3 separate regions of the Mus musculus genome follow, and regions 1 and 2 are each linked to region 3. A link is a contact called in public HiChIP or PLAC-seq data. All regions are on one chromosome and are shown on one strand. Each heading gives the region's core, a stretch centred on a gene start, on an enhancer-like site or on the middle of the called end of the contact. The rest is flanking DNA. Distances are from core to core; before and after follow the strand shown. Region 1 has its middle 45 kb from the start of Tnfsf8. Region 2 overlaps Tnfsf8 (tumor necrosis factor (ligand) superfamily, member 8). Region 3 holds the start of Tmem268 (transmembrane protein 268).

What was found. HiChIP or PLAC-seq counts read pairs in DNA pulled down with a chosen protein or histone mark.
Region 1: an H3K4me3 HiChIP or PLAC-seq map of bone marrow-derived macrophages shows a contact between it and region 3, with 2.7 times the contacts expected there. The contact joins the enhancer-like site here to the promoter of Tmem268 in region 3. A contact is called at or near these places in 2 of 39 promoter capture datasets (the HPC-7 cell line and cranial neural crest) and 3 of 115 datasets of contacts at active chromatin or transcription factors (bone marrow-derived dendritic cells and bone marrow-derived macrophages).
Region 2: an H3K27ac HiChIP or PLAC-seq map of bone marrow-derived dendritic cells shows a contact between it and region 3, with 6 times the contacts expected there. The contact joins the enhancer-like site here to the promoter of Tmem268 in region 3. A contact is called at or near these places in 12 of 39 promoter capture datasets (the 3T3-L1 cell line, cranial neural crest, embryonic stem cells and 7 more), 2 of 15 datasets of contacts at CTCF or cohesin (the NIH/3T3 cell line and large pre-B cells), 14 of 484 Hi-C or Micro-C datasets (B cells, CD4 T cells, CD8 T cells and 8 more), 13 of 115 datasets of contacts at active chromatin or transcription factors (T-cell acute lymphoblastic leukemia, VIP interneurons, astrocytes and 9 more) and 2 of 9 other capture datasets (liver and macrophages).

Annotation. Positions count from the first base shown.
Region 1 is chr4:63,814,306-63,817,836 of GRCm38.p6, forward strand. No RefSeq gene overlaps it. Among named protein-coding and RNA genes, the nearest start is that of Tnfsf8, 45 kb to the right of the region's middle. Within about 2 kb of position 1,591, at least 21 of the 459 cell types and tissues checked have an H3K27ac peak or open chromatin away from gene starts, as enhancers often do. A contact at or near this core is called in bone marrow-derived dendritic cells and bone marrow-derived macrophages, where this site is marked.
Region 2 is chr4:63,838,337-63,842,117 of GRCm38.p6, forward strand. All of the region lies in intron 2 of Tnfsf8 (tumor necrosis factor (ligand) superfamily, member 8), which reads right to left. Among named protein-coding and RNA genes, the nearest start is that of Tnfsf8, 21 kb to the right of the region's middle. Within about 2 kb of position 2,320, at least 17 of the 459 cell types and tissues checked have an H3K27ac peak or open chromatin away from gene starts, as enhancers often do. A contact at or near this core is called in B cells, CD8 T cells, Th1 cells and 3 more, where this site is marked.
Region 3 is chr4:63,556,561-63,560,047 of GRCm38.p6, forward strand. It overlaps Tmem268 (transmembrane protein 268), which reads left to right and starts at 2,203. Exons shown (of 10, transcript NM_001356354.1): 1 at 2,203-2,397.

The DNA.
Region 1 (3,531 bases), core at 341-2,840, 260 kb after region 3:
GGGGACTTTTTAGAGGGTATATAAATGTCCTAGGGTCTTAAGAAGTGGGGGGATTGTTGGTGAGTTGTTGGTTACTTGTTGTTGGTCACAGTTTGTTAAGTAGCCATGAGCATAGAAGAAAGAAAATAAAATTAGATATTCTGATGGTGAAGGTCAAACTTGACCCAAGTAACTCAATGACCCAAATCAGCAGGAAGTAATCTAGCAATAAACCACTCCCTCAACACACACACACACACACACACACACACACACACACACACACACACACACACACACCAGATTTCCAATTCCTGACTTTAGTCAGGGATCTCTTCTCCCTCCTCTACTCTTTTTTTCTCTTATTAAGGGGTTGAAAGGGTGGAAGAAAGGGAGTGAAGAAAGGTAGAATAAAGAATAATCCACAAAGTCACAAAAGACAAGCTACAGGAAACAGACATCTGTTCTATATCTTATTACCTAGAATAATGGCCTTGCAATTGACTCCACAACTTGCTTATAATCTTTTTCTGTTTGTGCTACTTTCAGAGACTGTAAGGTTTTCTCTAGTCTACTGGCAGTGCTGGGGGAATCTCCATATTTGTATAGTGAACATCAATGAATGTCACTCCATAACAAGTAGAAGAAGGTGAGTACTTTAGGATTCCACCAAGGATGCTCCACTCTCAGGTGGCTTTGTCTTGATGGCATCTGTTGTCAAGCATAACAGCACTTCTACAACAAGCAAGCACACCATTCTTTAGCATATGGGAAAAGCAGCCATCTTGGGTCAACCCACATGGGTCAGTGTTAGTTACCTATCTCATAATCCATCATAGGAACTATGTAACTCCTCCTCCTCAACTCAGCTTTAGTTTTGTAAATTGTTTGGGATCAGTTGTATATAAATAAAATTGTGCATAAATGAAAAAAGTGTTCATTCACTCCAGATAAGGCCCTGAGGACTAGATAAGTAATCCTGTCCAGTTCTGGCTTAGCAAACTGGTGAGTTCCTGGGGTTACTAACAGACTGGGGGCTGCGGAGTTATTTCTGGAGTATGGGTGATCCAAAGACAACTAAATCACTAAAAAAAAAAAAAAAATCCCATTGTTTGTAACGTGTGGTTGACTCATGGAAGCTGAATACCTAGAGCTATTTTCACAAATTTCAGGCAGCTCAGTGACTCCTCTCAGGAGCAATTGTTGCTATTTATATAATTGTGAAAGCGGTTATGGATCTTGTGAATTTCATTTGCTTCTCAAGCTTTGTGAGTTTTACTTCCTGAGTCTTGTGAAGTCCTCTTGTCCCTCCAGGAAGAAATATTTTAATTTGGAGGAATTAGCTATACAACTGACTTGCCCTTTAGGTGATTATAGACATTTTCAAGTTGACAATCAATATTAACCATCGCAGGATTATTATGAATGAAACTGTTACAAGCATGGCCCTATCTGTTCTTTTGTGTCCATGTGGCCTGATTTGTTTGTAAAATGAGCCTAGATGTGGAGTGGTTGGATCACAAGACAAGCACGGGTATTGCTTTGGTTGAACCCTGCTGGACAGTGCAACAGAATAACTGTATCACTTTCATTTCCTCTAGCAGTGAATAAGATTTTCAGTTGTTCCACATCCTCACCACCAAGTGTTGAGTGTTGGCAGTGGCTTGATTTCAGTCAGTTTGTGGGAGTATAGTTACATCACATTGTGGTTTTCATGCCCATTTCCTTGATGTCCTAGTAATACTAACAGGGAATTATTAACACCCCAGACACACAGCAATCTCTTTATTGAAGCCTTGTTCAAATCATTAGCTCAATAGGCATTTGAATGGATCCAAAATGTCCATTCGAAGATGATTTGTCTTTTCAATGGCCACTTGGGGATTTTCATATTGTGGATGTGAGACTTTGTTGTCTTACTATTTACATCCGGGAATATAATCTGATTCTAAATTTTTTTCCATTTTTTATTAGGTATTTAGCTCATTTACATTTCCAATGCTATACCAAAAGTCCCCCATATCCACCCACCCCCACTCCCCTGACCACCCACTCCCCCTTTTTGGCCCTGGTGTTCCCCTGTACTGGGGCATATAAAGTTTGCAAGTCCAATGGGCCTCTCTTTCCAGTGATGGCTGATGAGGCCATCTTTTGATATATATGCAGCTAGAGTCAAGAGCTCCGGGGTACTGGTTAGTTCATAATGTTGTTCCACCTATAGGGTTGCAGATCCCTTTAGCTCCTTGGCTACTTTCTCTAGCTCCTCCATTGGGAGCCCTATGATCCATCCATTAGCTGACTGTGAGCATCCACTTCTGTGTTTGCTAGGCCCCGGCATAGTCTCACAAGAGACAGCTACATCTGGGTCCTTTCAATAAAATCTTGCTAGTGTATGCAATGGTGTCAGCGTTTGGATGCTGATTATGGGGTGGATCCCTGGATATGGCAGTCTCTACATGGTCCATCCTTTCATCTCAGCTCCAAACTTTGTCTCTGTAACTCCTTCCATGGGTGTTTTGTTCCCAAATCTAAGGAGGGGCATAGTGTCCACACTTCAGTCTTCATTCTCCTTGAGTTTCATGTGTTTAGCAAATTATATCTTATATCTTGGGTATCCTAGGTTTGGGGCTAATATCCACTTATCAGTGAGTACATATTGTGTGAGTTTCTTTGTGAATGTGTTACCTCACTCAGGATGATGCCCTCCAGGTCCATCCATTTGGCTAGGAATTTCATAAATTCATTCTTTTTAATAGCTGAGTAGTACTCCATTGTGTAGATGTACCACATTTTCTGTATCCTAATTTTTAAGTATGAAATAAAGCACATGAACCAATGATAAGTTTATATATGTGTGTGTGTGTGTATACACAATTTTTCTCACATTTTTTACTAAGGAGAATGTTGATATCTTTTTGATGCTATTCAAATAATCCTAAGCATTTGAGTTCATTCCACTTACCCATTTTCTCTTCCCGTGTTAACACCATACTGCTTTAATTTTCTTTGCTTTGTAGTAAGTTGATTTCTGATGATAAGTCTCACAGTTTGCACATTTGCATCAAAGTCATTTTACTTATTTTAAGTTCTACGTATTTCTAAATAGATGTCACAGTGACAACAACTCCTTTTCTTCCACCTTTTTTTGTGGTGTTATGGATGAGATTCAGGGCTTCATAAATTTAGGTGAAAACTTTGTGTCAGAGCCACATCTTTAACTGAATTTGTCAATTTGTTTTGTTTTCTTCATTTTTGAGAGTCTCATATGTACACATAATGCCTGGTGATTATATTAACTTGCCTTGCCTGCTAACATAGTCTTTGATTTCCTGCTGTATCCTCCTTCTTTCTACTTAGTCCCCTCCCCAGTGGCTATGTTAGAGAAAAAAATGACACCCCACATTAGTTCCTCTTTTGTTGCTGTGACAAAGCACCATGACCAAGGAGCTTATGGGAGAAAGCATGTGATTTGTTTTATGATTCCAAGGGCTTAGATTCCATGATGCTGCAGCAAAGGCAGAGCAGCATGAAAAACTGAGAACTCACATTTTG
Region 2 (3,781 bases), core at 1,070-3,569, 280 kb after region 3:
ACCCTTCCCCCACCCTGTTCCCTCACCCAATCACTCCCACTTCTTGGCCCTGGCATTCCCCTGACTGGGACATATAAAGTTTGATAGACCAAGGGGCCTCTCTTCCTAATGATGGCCAACTAGGCCATCTTCTGATACATATGCAGCTAGAGACACAAGATCTGGGGGTACTGACTAGTTCATATTTTTGTCCCACCTATAGGGTTGCAGACCCCTTCAGCTCTTGGATACTTTCTCTAGCTCCTATATTGGAGGCCTGTGTTCTATCCTATAGATGACTGTGAACATCCACTTCTATATTTGCCAGGCACTGGCAAGGTCTCACAGGAGACAGCTATATCAGGGTCCCTTCAGCAAAATCTTGCTGGCGTATGCAATAATGTCTGTGTTTGGTAGCTGATTATGGGATGGGGCCCCTGGGTGAGGCAGTCTCTGGATGGTCCTTCCTTTCGTCTTAGCTCCAAACTTTGTCTCTGCAACTCCTTCCATGAATATTTTATTCCCTATTCTAGGGAGGAATGAAGTATCCATGCGTTGGTCTTCCTCCTTGATAGGTTTCTAGGCTAATATCCACTAATCAGTGAGTGCATATCAAGTTACTTCTTTTGTGATTGGGTTACCTCACTCAGGATGATATCCTCCAGATACATCCATTTGCCCAAGAATTTCATAAATTCATTTTTTAATAGCTAAGTACTACTCCATTGTCTAAATGTACCACATTTTCTGTATCCATTCCTCTGTTGAGGGACATCTGGGTTCTTTCCAGCTTCTGGCTATTATAAATAAGGCTGCTATGAACATAGTGGAGCATGTGTCCTTCTTACCGGTTGGAACATCTTCTGGGTATATGTCAAGGGGAGGTATTGCTGGATCTACCAGTAGTACTATGTCCAGTTTTCTGAGGAACTGCCAGACTGATTTCCAGAGTGGTTGTACCAGCTTGCAATCCCACCAACAATGGAGGAGTGTTCCTCTTTCTCCACATCCTCACCAGCATCTGCTGTCACCTGAAATTTCGATCCTAGCCATTCTGACTGGTGTGAGGTAGAATCTCAGGGTTGTTTTGATTTGCATTTCCCTGATAATTAAGGATGCTGAACATTTTTAAAGTGCTTCACAGCCCTTTGGTATTCCTCAGTTGAGAATTCTTTGTTCAGCTCTGAGCCCCATTTTATAATGGGATTATTTGAATCTCTGGAGTTCAGCTTCTTGAGCTCTTTGTATATATTGGATATTAGTCCCCTATCAGATTTAGGATTGGTAAAAATTCTTTTCCAATCTGTTGGTGGCCTTTTTGTCTTATTGACAGTATCTTTTGCCCTACAGAAGCTTTGCAATTTTATGAGGTCCCATTTGTCGATTCTTGATCTTACAGCACAGACCATTGCTGTTCTGTTTAGGAATTTTTTCCCCTGAGCCCATATCTTTAAGGGTTTTCCCCACTTTCTCCTCTATAAATTTCAGTGTCTGTGGTTTTATGTGGAGTTCTTTGATCCACTTAGACTTGAGCTTTGTACAAGGAGATAAGAATGGATTAATTCTCATCCTTCTACATGATAACAACCAGTTGTGCCAGCACCAATTGTTGAAAATGCTGTCTTTTTTCCACTGGATGGTTTTAGCTCCCTTGTCAAAGATCAAGTGACCATAGGTGTGTGGGTTCATTTCTGGGTCTTCAATTCTATTCCATTGATCTACCTACCTGTCTGTCGCTGTACCAGTACCATGCAGGAAACACCAATTACTTTTCTTTGATTTCTCTTAACATCAAAGGACTCAATTACCCAATAAAAAGATATAGACTAACAAACTGGCTACACAAACAGGACCCAACATTTTGCTGCTTACAGGAAACCCACCTCGGGGATAAAGACAGACACTACCTCAGAGTAAAAGGCTGGAAAGCAATTTTCAAGCAAATGGTCTGAAGAAACAAGCTGGAGTAGCCATTCTAATATCAAATAAAATTGACTTCCAACTCAAAGTTATCTAAAAAGACAAGAAGGGGCACTTCATACTCATCAAAGGTAAAAATCTACCAAAAGTTCATCTACAAAATGAACTCTCAATTCTAAATATCTATGCTCCAAACGCAAGGGCAGCCACATTCATTAAAGAAACTTTAGTAAAGCTCAAAGCACACATTGCACCTCACACAATAATAGTGGGAGACTTCAACACCCGACTCACCAACGGACAGATCCTGGAAACAGAAACTAAACAGAGACACATGGGTACTACCAGTTACTTCCTTTATCTTATTGTCCAGATTCATTCGAGAAAGACCCTGGGGCCCCGAGAACAGCTAGAAGCTGAGTGAAGGGTTCCCTCTGCTGTCTGAGCAAGCTCACTACTAGAGGAACCCCCAGCAGAAGTAGGGGCAGTATTCATCTCTAGCTGTTCTGGACTCACACGGGGCTTCTGGCCCATCAAAGGCTGAAGGCCAGCTTCCACTCTCTAGATCTTAGCCCATAATTATCATCTAAGCAGTGTTCTTGTGAGGCTTGTTGCTGCCCTGCACATACTCGTGGATGTGTATAACCAGAAATTTGATCCCAAAGTGTAATAGTCTAAGGAAGTGTGACTGTTGTCCAATCTCATCTTTGGGACTGTAGAACATCAACCAAAAGAAACCAGAGAGATGCAAATCGGACTCTCTTTGCTGTGAATCACTTTCTAATTTATGTTCCCTACAGCTCTGATGGGCTTTTGACTCCTCCCAATCTCTCCAGTATCAGCCCATACCCTCCCTCATTTTATTCTGTGTCTTAATAGTAATAAATGTCATCACCACTACCACCATCATAACTAATGTTGACTATTTCTGTAATGTTTTACTGAGCATGCTACAGCCATGATTTCATTTTTACATTTTTTTACAAGCATCCCATAAGAGATTTAATTTTTACAATCATCCCATGAGAGATAGTTTACAGTTATCTCTGTTATTTACATTAGAAACTATAGGTTTTAAAAGTTTAACTGGAGGGTGGGCAAAGATGGAGCAGAGACTGAAGAAATGGCCAAACAATAACGGCCCAACTTGAGACCTATCCCTTGGGTAAACACTAATCTCTGACACTATTACGGATGCCATGTTGTGCTTGCAGACAGGAGTCTAGCATAACTGTCCTCTGAGATGCTCTACCCGGCAGCTGACTGAAACAGATGCAGATGCCGTATGAAGTATGAAGCAGAGGACTGCTTTGTATTGCCTCAGCAGGAGAGGATGTGCATAATTAATCCTGCAGGGACTTGATATTCCAGGGTGGGAGGGGATATATGGGTGAGGAGTGGGGGAGCATCCTCCTAGAGGAGAAGGGGAGGGGAAATGGGAAGAAGGACTCTGTGAGGGAGGAATGGGATGAGGGTGCAGCAGTTGGAATATAAATAAATAAATAGATGAATAAGAAAGGGTTAACTGGCTTGTTCTCAGCCACACATCTAGTTGCTAGTAGGGTGGAGATCAAAACTCAGTCAGTGTGACTCTAATGCCCAAACGGATTTCCCCCCACTCTACACAAGTTTGGAGACGTGCAGCTCCAGTACACAACTACATGGATATGCTTCCACCTGCATACCTCTGGTTCCTGTCAAGTGGAATGCCCTGCCTCTATCAAGCCAGTTGTCCTTTAAAACACATCCTGGCAGAGACTACTGTTTAGTCTCTCCTACTGATCAGCCAAGAAGATGCATTTGCTGAGTGGAGTCAACTAGACCATCTCTCTTATTTCCTTCTGTAGCTCTGGCTGGACCAGTGCTAAGGGCATCAGTGTAG
Region 3 (3,487 bases), core at 953-3,452:
GCTGCTGCTGCTGCTGCATTTCTGGAAATTCTGTCCATTCTGGGGAGAATTCTTTTACTTCATCCATGTATTAAGATGTGTTTAACAAAAGCCTGTCCGTTGGGCACTGGGTAGCTATGTAATGGCCTTAGGACTCGAAGTTTGTGCTGTCAGGGAAAGAATGAGCCAGTGGTCATAATAGGGATAACTGTAGGTTGAATGGGAACCAGTGAGGAGGACAGCCCTTGGCCTAGGGCAGGACAGGGCTCTCAGAAGTAGGGCCCTGTCACCCAAGACCCAAGAATAGGCCGGTCAGGTGATGAGAATGGGTTTGGCACTGATCTTCCAGATGGACAGGGAAGACCTGAGGCAAACACTGGGACCTGGAAGTGAAAGAATGGAGGGCAGGAGGAAGTGAGAGGTGCTCTATTTATGGAGCTTGGGGTTTGGAGAGAGGGCAGTGACTCATCCGGTGTAGGCTGCAGGTAGTGCACATCGAAATCCTCACAAATGCCCGAGACTCCCATCAAGCAGTCACTACTAAAGTCAGCTCTGCAGTCTGTTTCCCTGGTTGTAATGTCCTTGAATTCCGGCCCCCACCCCCGCCCCTATCCCAGGATTTCAGGTATGCAAACACTTGTGTTGCTGCAAGGGTGCACTTGCTAGTCAGAACACTAAGTACTCAACGTTTCGCCCTTGCAGCCTCTCACATCAGCAGGAGTCCCTGACTTTCCTGAATGAGTGGGCAGAGCTGTCCAAGCACACAGGCAGCTACATAGTGCACCAGTACAGCTCTGTCCGCCGCTTCCCAAGTTCCGTTTGTGTACCTGTAGGAGGCTGGTGTGTCGACCTAAAACTGCTGGCCCGTGGAGAGTGAAGACAGGCTGGTGGGAAGGCAGTAGGGCATCTCTGACATTGAGGAGGGTTGCTTCACAGGCAGGGTTGGGGGTGGGGCGGGGCTAGGCCACAGCTTGTTGCTGTTTCCTTTTCAATAGCCGGGTCAGCATTTAGAAGTCTCAGCACCCTTGGGTCTTTTGTTCCCAGGCCTCTACATTACTGTTTAGCAAGTTGATCAAACTACATGGGAGGCTCCCACGAACTGTTTTCTACTGCCCAGGGCAAGGCTGGCACAGAGCAGGTACTCAGTGCTGATTTGCTCACAGATAAGTTCATTTTCAGTAGCCTGCCACCTTGATCCTCACTTGTCCCCGTGGGCACCTCCATGGGATATGCTAATTTGGGTTTTCAATTCATTCTCGCTGCCTGGAAACATCCTGCAGGCACATGTAAGTCCTGTGGTCTGGAAGTCCTCAAGAGTTGTTAAAAGGAAGAAATGTGTTTGTGTCTCTCTGTGTGTACAAGACCACTTGTAGAGACAAGGGCAGTGGCATGTACTGCCCTAGTCCTTCCTGTAAGCAAGGGTGGGAACCACCTGTGCATTCATCGATCCCCTGAAAAAGAAACCAGGCTGTTGGTGCAGCAACCAAGTGCCCACCGTCTTTGTTGAAAGACAATGTTTGGTGGCTAATAGGATATAAACACGTACTCCAAAGAAAAGTACATGTAGTTAGCCAGGTCTGCTGTTGTCAGAACAACCCACCAAGGTGAACCCAAGACTAGTGATTTACCTGGAAAAAGAAGCAGGCCATCACAGATCCTTTTAAATCTCAAGGAGCGGGGTGTGCAAGTGTGTGTTTGAACACCTCACACATTATTTCGTAAAGATCTCACACAATTTCACAGCACTGTCTCAACTAAAGATTTTTAAAGAAAACGCAGATACAAAGTGGAGACTACACCGACGCTTTCAATACTGAACACCGTTTTTCATTAAAAACAAGCCTGGAAGAAACTTCTGGTCCCGAGTGTGCCTCATGCATCGGATCCCATGACTTTGTCACTCGGGACAGGCCTCCCCGCCCCGCTCCTTCACTGCAGGGACGAGCTCAGATCTCATGCACGTGGCGGGCGCAGGGCCCCTACCGGCGCCCTGGGGGAGCGTGGCTGATGAAACGCTCCGGGCTCGGCCCGAGAGACGCTCCTGCCGTAGGGCGACTCGGCGGAGACCGGCTGGGGCGACGCGCCCCAAAAAGGGCGCGCGGGGACGGCGGGGGCGGCGGCGCCGGGACGCCGCGGCGTACAAGGGGCATGGAACCTCTGACCCTGAGCGGCCCGGGCGGCAGCGCGGCGGTGAGTGTGCGCGAGCCGTGCGCGTGCCCGCGCGTCCGCGCTCCCGCGCTCGGGGGTTGGGGCCGCGGGGCCTGCGTGCGCGTCCCTCCGCTCAGGCTCGGGTGACCTCTTCCCGCCCCACGCGTCAGGCGTGGGATCTGCAGGGCAGGGCGGGTGATTTCTGGGGTAAAGGAACCCCAAGGCCAGAGGGCAGAGATCGGGGAGCCTGCTGCCCAAGCCCGAGGCCAGGTACGGTGGGAGACGCCGGGCCGGGCCGCGCCGAGCCGGCTTTCTGTTTTGGCTCCCTCCGGGTTTGCTCCCTGACCTTGGATAGTCGGCTTTCTCTTCCGGGGCTTAATGTTCTCATCATTGAAATGGGGCGTTTGAACTCCTTGTCCAGCCAGGTTTTTCTGCCCTAAACTTTTGGGGGACTGCTGCTTCTCTGATGTGTTGGACTTGCATTGTAATTAATGAAGCTGAGTTAGAAGAAGGAAATCCATTTTTTTTTTTTCTTTCTTTCCTTTCAGGATATGTTAGGCGCTCAGATGTTGGTGAGGCTGGCAGGCACTGTGCAGAGATGAGACCTCTTGGGGGCTTGAGTCTGCACAGCCCGCAACTGGAAAATCTGGTTGCAATGTGGGTTCCCAGAGGAACTCGGTCGGCAGTCACTTGCTCCCTCTGTGCTTTGCTTACCATGGTGTGGGGCTCCCTTACTTGTGTGCTGAAGATTGGAGCAGAGCTGAGGAGGTGGTAAATGGTTAGCATTTGCCATTGGGGTCCTGCCTGACCCCTCATGGCCCTGTAGCCTCGGTACTTGGATGAGAATGTACACGGGGAGCCCTGGACCCATCCTGACCTCTGAGTCGAGTCCATTCAGTTCTGTGTGGCTCCTTTCAGTCTCCTCCTTGGCGAAGCAGCCCATTTAGGCAGCCCAGGGAGTCTGTCGTCCTCCACCTTTGCTGCCTAGTTTCCTCCTCCTCATCTCTCTGGCAGTTCTGAGTGTGTTTTCCCCAGTGGATGGTGATCCCTGCAGGGGAGGGCTGAGCAAACGCTCCATGTTCCACTCCTGGTTTTACAGTCCAGGGGCTGGCCCTAGAAGGTTCTCAGGGAATGTTTGTGGCATAGGTTGATGACAGCTACCTTCTCTCAGTAATCAACCTTTTCCCAAGTGTGGATCTCATGGACGTGGAACCCATAGGGCAATCCTAAGTGTCTGTCCTTGTCTCCTTTCCAGGAAATGGAGGCAGAGAGAAGTCTTGTTACCTTGCTCAAGGCTACCCAGGTGGGAAGTGGTTGGGCTGGGCAGGTTACTTTTAGCCAACACACACAAACTTGGGTG